2 separate regions of the Callithrix jacchus genome follow, and region 2 is linked to region 1. Evidence: chromatin contacts called from public Hi-C data. All regions are on one chromosome and are shown on one strand. The core of a region is the stretch at or near the end of the contact, and the rest is flanking DNA. Distances in the headings are between cores, read along the strand shown.

Region 1 (3,358 bases), core at 614-3,113:
TAATGTGAGTCTCTGGTGGTGACCTGGGTTCCACTCATGCCTGGAGGTTCCAGGTCCCATAAACTTCCACCCAGCATTGTGTTGTAACTGTACCATTTCCCTTCATGAAATTTGAGAGGTGATATTTTGACATTATTTCATTTTGTTTCATTTCCTCCTGATGGGTGGGCTTAACCTGTTTCTCAATTTAGGCAGAGCAAAAGGGAGAAGTATTTTCAATTGCCATGATAGTCCAAGTAGGCCTTACCCTCAGGCCCCAGAGCATGAGCCCAACATTCTCTCCAATTCTCCTACAGTATTAGGGTATTTTCCAATTCCTCGAAATGCCAGATATAAATAGCTTTTTCCTTAGTTTCCTCCAAAACTCTCCCTTTTGTCTTTCCTTTTGCCCCTTGGCACTTTGATACCTGAACAATGAATTTTGAAATAATACTTTAATCACATTCTATATTCTTGGCTAGGTACAGTGGCTCATGCCTGTAATCCCAACACTTTGGGACATCCCATCTTGAATTTTTTTTAAAAATACATTTTTATGGTGCATTTCTGTTCACTAAATGCATTCATATCCATTCTTCACATTTGTCTGTAAGTCTAAGTTCCACTTGGCCGGGCACAGTGGCTCACGCCTGTAATCCCAGCACTTTAGGAGGCCAAGGTGGGCGATCACCTGAGCTCAGGAGTTCGAGACCACCCTGGGCAACATGGTGAAACTGTCTCTATACAAAAAATTAGCCAGGTGTGATGGCGCTTACCTGTAGTCCCTGCTACTCAGGAGGCTGAGGCACAGAATCACTTGAGCCCAGGAGGCAGAGTTGCAGTCAGCTGAGGTTGCAGTCAGCTGAGATTGCGTCACTGCACTCCAGCCGGGGTTACAGATTGAGACCCTGTCTCAAAACAAAAACAAGAAAGTATAAGTTCTACTGGATGGACCTCACAGCTGCGGTTCAAAGAGGTAAACCCAGGTGCCCTGGGTGTCTGCCTTCAAGCAAACACCACTATCTCCTGGTGCAACAAGAAGGCAGTGTTTACTGACAGACATGATTATTTTTATTGTGGTAAAATATACATAACAAAGCTTACTGTTTGAACCTTTTCAAGTGTATAGTTCAGTGGAATTAAGTACCTTCGCATTGTGGTGCAACTGTCATCACCATCCGTCTCCAGAACTTTTCATCTTCCCAAACTGAAACTTCAGACTCATTAAATACTCACTCCCCACCTTGCCCTCCCCTTGGCCCTGGCAAACACCACGCTGCTTCCTGTCTGCTTGCATTTGTCTACTCGAGGAGGCTCATATGAGTAGAATCAGGAACTATTTTTCCTTCTGCATGACACTTTGGCAGCAGGCTTTCTGGAGGAAGGTGCCAAGATTCTTTCTTCCACTGCATTTGTTTCGGCTAATGCTGCTCCCTGGCCAGAAAGGGTGTCAGTATCCTAAAGGCTCCCACATTCATGGACCTGAGCACCATCCAGGCACAGAGTCGGGCTCTGATATGATGAGCCCTGCAAAGCAGACACTTTCTAACATGTGACACTGAATGTTGTTTGTTCTTCTTGTCTTCTAGGTAATTACTTGAATTGTTATCATCAGAGTAAAAAAATAAAGTAAGAAAACAAAAACTCCCGGAGAAGAATATAAGGTATTTCCATGTTCCACCTCTGAGGTTTCTGAAGCCCTCTCTTTCCTCCATTGGCGTGGTGGGGGGGCAGTTTTTTGTTTTAAAACACTGTGATCCACTTCATCTTTTTCCCAGAAAGCCAACACAGCTGCAAATCTGTTCTGCCCAGAAAGGCTTCTAGCCTTTCCAGAGGGCTCTTTGCCTGTTCAATGGCCACTTCCGTCCCTCTCAGGCCGGCTTCTCCCAGCCCACTGGCCCCTGGGCTGCCTGCCCAGCTCCTGAGAAAAGGCGCTGCTCCCTGGAAGTGGACGAGCCTTCTCTGTGGGTTTCTGTAACTTGGAGAAGCACAGGCTCCCCTGGGGCACCCCTGCTCCTCCTCCCCTTCTTGGGCTTCCCCCCAGAAAGCTGGCTCTGCTGCCTGCTGGTAAACGGACTGGCTGTCACCCTGGCAACAGCCTGGCCTGCAGCCGGATGACGCCAGGCCTGACTCCCCTTCCCAACCTCACCCAAGTCTGTTTGCGCTCCAGTTGCTTTTGTTAGGCTTTGTTTTCCTTGTCAGTTTGAAGCAATTCCCTTGCTGATTGGCTGCAGGGGCTGAGATGTGAATCCCTGGGAAGCCAAGAATCCTGCTCTCTGCCTGAGCGGGATTTCCTGGCACGTTCGGGTATTTCCCCATCACAGTAACAAGGTCTAGAGGATCCCTGTTTGATGAACACATACTTTCCCTTCAGGCAAGGCAGAGCCAATAGAAAGACTGGGCATCAGGGCCAGGCGCGGTGGCTCACACCTGTAATCCCAGTACTTTGGGAGGCCAAGGTGGGCGGATCAACTGAGGTCAGGAGTTTGAGACCAGCCTGGCCAACATGATGAAATCATGTCTCTACTAAAAATACAAAAAATTAGCTGGGTGTGGTGGCAGGCACCTGTAGTCCCAGCTACTTGGGAGGCTGAGGAGAAGAATCACTTGAACCCAGGAGGCAGAAGTTGCAGTGAGCCAAAATTGAGCAACTGCACTCCAGCCTGGGCAACCAGAGTGAAGCTCTGTCTCAAAAAACAAAGAAAGAAAGACTGAGCATCAGATAATCTGCTAAATGCCCCAATCTGCACATTCAACTTCCATCAAGAACCCTATCACTAAGCCGGGCACGGTGGCTCAAGCCTGTAATCCCAGCACTTTGGGAGGCCGAGGAGGGTGGATCACAAGGTCAAGAGATCAAGACCATCCTGGTCAACATGGTGAAACCCGTCTCTACTAAAAATATAAAAAATCAGCTGGGCACGGTGGCGCGTGCCTGTAATCCCAGCTACTCAGGAGGCTGAGGCAGGAGAATTGCCTGAACCCAGGAGGCAGAGGTTGCGGTGAGCCGAGATCGCACCATTGCACTCCAGCCTGGGTAACAAGAGCGAAACTCCGTCTCAAAAAAAAAAAAAGAACCCTATCACTAAACTAAGTTGGCTTCCAGAATGCCGCACTTGCGACTAAAGGCCAGCCTGTTACTTGGTAAAACGCAAGAAGCATACAACATGACAGAGGTAGCCCAGCTGTGTAGAAACATCAAAAATAAATAAATTCAGGAAGAAAAACAAACAAGTATGTGGACGCTAAGGAACAGCTTAGGTGAATGTGGTGATAGACATCCAAGAGAATTTTCACCTCAAATGTTGGGGAGGTTTTGCTGCTTTTATCTGGATAACTTAGAAGCAAGAATCCAGAATATTGTTTATGACAAATTTGA
Region 2 (3,358 bases), core at 418-2,917, 260 kb before region 1:
ATGTATTCAAGTCATAAAAGCCATCCCATTTTAAAAGTTGAGTAAAGAACAGTACATATAGTTCATGGAAGCGGCAGAAACAGCGGTGGTAGCCTGTGGGTGGTGATGCTGAGCTAGAGGAGCGGGTATAACCCCAGACAGAAAACGGCCACTGGGCTCACGCGATGGCAACGGCCATGTGTCACCTAATTTCATCTGCTGATATGGTTCAGCTCTGCCAGTGAATCAGAAAACCACACACACACAAAACTACTGATATAACCTGTTTCCATCTCTCACAGCCTTGGGGGCACACAAGCTGGGACTCAGTGTCCCCTCTGTGCCTGGGCCTCAGTACCAAGCAATGAGGTGTTTCCCTCTGTGTCCCAGACATGCACACTCTTTGGAAGGTGACACGTTCCCAGCATTTCCATGGCTATTAAAAGCCTTCTCCCTACTGCAGGCGAAATATAGGTAGAAGGAAAGAGAGAGAGAAAGAAATAAAGAAAGAAGGAAGGAAAGAAAGAAAGAGAGAGAAAGAGAAAGAGAGAGAGAAAGAAAGAAATCCTGCTCCTGACCAGTGTGTTGGAAAAGTTTGGGGACACCAGAAAGAACTATGGGGTCTTGAATCATGCATTCCCTTCCTCCCCTTTGCTAAAGTTAGTGAGGGATGAGGGGAAGGGAGGGATGGGTGGTGCTGTGAGTGGTGACACCTGTTCATTAATTGATTGACTCAGCATACTGTTAATTAGCCAGGCATGGTGGCTATGAATTAATAAGCAAATGCCTGTGGTCCTGGCTACTTGGGAGGCTGAGGTGGGAGGATCACTTGAGCCTGGAAAGTCGAGGCTGCAGTGAGCCATGATCACACCACTGCACCCCAGCCTGGGCCACGGAGCAAGACCCTGTCTCAAAAATAAACACATCAATATGAATAAAACCATATTGTGGAGCCCTATGTGAAAGTGCTGCTCTGAGCACAGGGGATATAACGGTGAACACCTTGACAAGGTCCTGAGCCTCTTGAAGTTTATAATCCTGTGGAGGAGACAGTCTATGGTTAAACAAATGTCATAATATCGTGTAAGGTGGCACAATGAAGAGTGAGACACTGGCTAGGGAAGAAACATTTGAGTGGAAGGGAGGAAATGGACATCTGGGGCAAGAGTGTCCTGGGCACAGGGAATAGCATGTGCAAAGGCCCTGAGTTAGGAACGTGCTTGGTGTGGGCAGACACAGCAGGGAGGCCAGTGTGGTTAGAAACAGAGTGGGGGGCTGGCGGGAGGGGAGGTCAGACAGGTAAGTGGGGGGTCAGATCTTGTAGGGGGTCTTGTGGGCTCTGATGAGGATGTGGACATTAAGTGAAGCCAGAAGCCTGGAGGGGCCTTAAGCAGAGGAGTGATGTGGTGGACTTGTGCTATAAAGGGATCTCTCTGGTTGCTGTGTAGAGTAGACAAGGAGGCAGGTAGGAGGCTGCCATGGTTTCCTGGTGACGACTGGAGGAGAGGAAAGGCCTGGGGGTGCTGGCATGTAGGATGGTAGGGCTGTGCCAACCGACTGCAGTGGGTCACCAGCTGAGAAAAATGGGGAATCCCTTTGTGAAGTAGGGCGTAACACCAGCACTTTTGGAGGTGGTGACATCAGGAAGAGGTAGGACCATCTTCCTAGTTACTTGGGCACCTCAGTAGGCTCCTCAGGCCAGGAGATAGACTCTCCATGCCTCATGCTGGTCACCCTGGGCACATGCTTTTCCATCCTCATGGAACGCTCTTCCCCGCCTTCCTCATCTGCTTCACTCTGCTCCTCCTTCAAGGCTCAGTTGAAATATCACTTCCTTCCTGAAATTGGTCAGGTGTCCTGGGTGTATGATTTCTGTATGTTTCTTTTTCATGCCATTTACCACAATTGTCATTACTTAATTAGAATAATTAGGCAGGGCACAGTGGCTCACACCTGTAATCCCAGCAGTTTGGGAGGCAGAGGCAGGCGGATCACTTGAGGTCAGGAGTTCAAGACCAGCCTGGCCAACATAGTGAAACCCCATCTTTACTAAAAATACAAAAATTAGCCAGGCATGGTGGTGTGTGGCTGTAATCCCAGCTACTCAGGAGGCTGAGGTGGGAGAATTGCTTGAACCCAAGAGGCGGAGGTTGCAGTGAGCCAAGATGGTACCACTGCATTCCAGCCTGACAGAGCAAGACTGTTTTTCAATGAATTTAAAAATAAAAATAAAAATAGAATCATGAGTTCCTTGGTGTTTGTTTCCCCTGGTAAACTGTAGGCTCCATGAGGGCAGGCGCTGGGTCTGCTGTCTTCTTCTCCACTTAGTTACTTCCTAGCAGAGTGTCTTACACAAGTGAATGCTCAATTCCTTTTGTTGAACGAATACATCAATAAGCAAATGGAATGGACAGCAGGTGCCAGCGAAGCATCAGGGGAGGCAAACTGATTCCTGAGAGCTGCAAAGGAGCAGGCCTCATTTTAACTTAGAAACCAAGCCAAGACACTCACAAGCAGCACCTGATGGGTGACAAAGACCTTACGTCATAGGAACAAAGTTCTAAGAATAGGATTTCAGGCATCAGTCACGGTATGAAAGAGGTTATTTATTTTTGGAAAGCAGGCAGAAGGGTTCATATGCCCTGGGGGTTGGATTCTCTGGCCACCAGTCATCTCACACAGGTTTGCCTAATCCTGCATTTGCAGTCCTCAGAGGGCACTTGACGTGGCTACGTTAGCATGAGAGCATTTGTTAAACAGACATTCTTAATTATTTGTTGTTGAAGCATTTAAAGCATTTATTAAAGAGACAGGGTCTTGCCTTGTCACCAGGGTTCCTAAATCATAGCTCACTGCAGCCTCAAACTCCTGGACTCAATGGATCCTCCCAACTTAGTCTCCTGAGTAGCTAGGACTATAGGAGTACACCACATACAGCGAATTTTTAAATTTTCTTTTTGTAAAGACAGCGTCTCACTATGTTGCCCAGGCTAGTTTCCAGCCCTGGACTCAATCCACCCACCTTGGCTTCCCAAAGTGCTGGGTGTGAGCAACTGCACCCAGCCCAAAGGGACATCTTTAGAGTGTATCATTTTCAAAAATCTATTACGCTTTCAACCTTTTAAAACATGTTATAAAGTAATGTACATAACATAAATCTTTGTCTGGTTCCTGAACCTCATTGCATGCTTCATCCCTACTCTTTCCAGCTCACCATTGATGACACATTGTGCCAGAGTGGACAGATGGAAATGGCCCAAGTCAGACTCTGCCTCACATGGGGTAGGCTTATTCCTGGCGAGTGTGTTGCCCTCCTGGCTAACCACACTGTGGCGACTACGGGAGCTTCTGCACTCTAATCCAATGCTGATGTCCTGGG

The links. Hi-C and Micro-C count contacts between places; a contact is called where the count stands out from the background.
Region 2: a Hi-C map of skeletal muscle shows a contact between it and region 1, with 6 times the contacts expected there. The contact joins two enhancer-like sites. A contact is called at or near these places in 3 of 3 Hi-C or Micro-C datasets (induced pluripotent stem cells and skeletal muscle).

The regions. Positions count from the first base shown.
Region 1 is chr8:110,229,371-110,232,728 of calJac240_pri, reverse strand. No RefSeq gene overlaps it. Among named protein-coding and RNA genes, the nearest start is that of FOS, 36 kb to the right of the region's middle. Within about 2 kb of position 1,863, at least 5 of the 16 cell types and tissues checked have an H3K27ac peak or open chromatin away from gene starts, as enhancers often do. A contact at or near this core is called in skeletal muscle, where this site is marked.
Region 2 is chr8:110,491,895-110,495,252 of calJac240_pri, reverse strand. All of the region lies in intron 1 of LOC128928843, which reads left to right. Among named protein-coding and RNA genes, the nearest start is that of FLVCR2, 13 kb to the left of the region's middle. Within about 2 kb of position 1,667, at least 1 of the 16 cell types and tissues checked has an H3K27ac peak or open chromatin away from gene starts, as enhancers often do. A contact at or near this core is called in skeletal muscle, where this site is marked.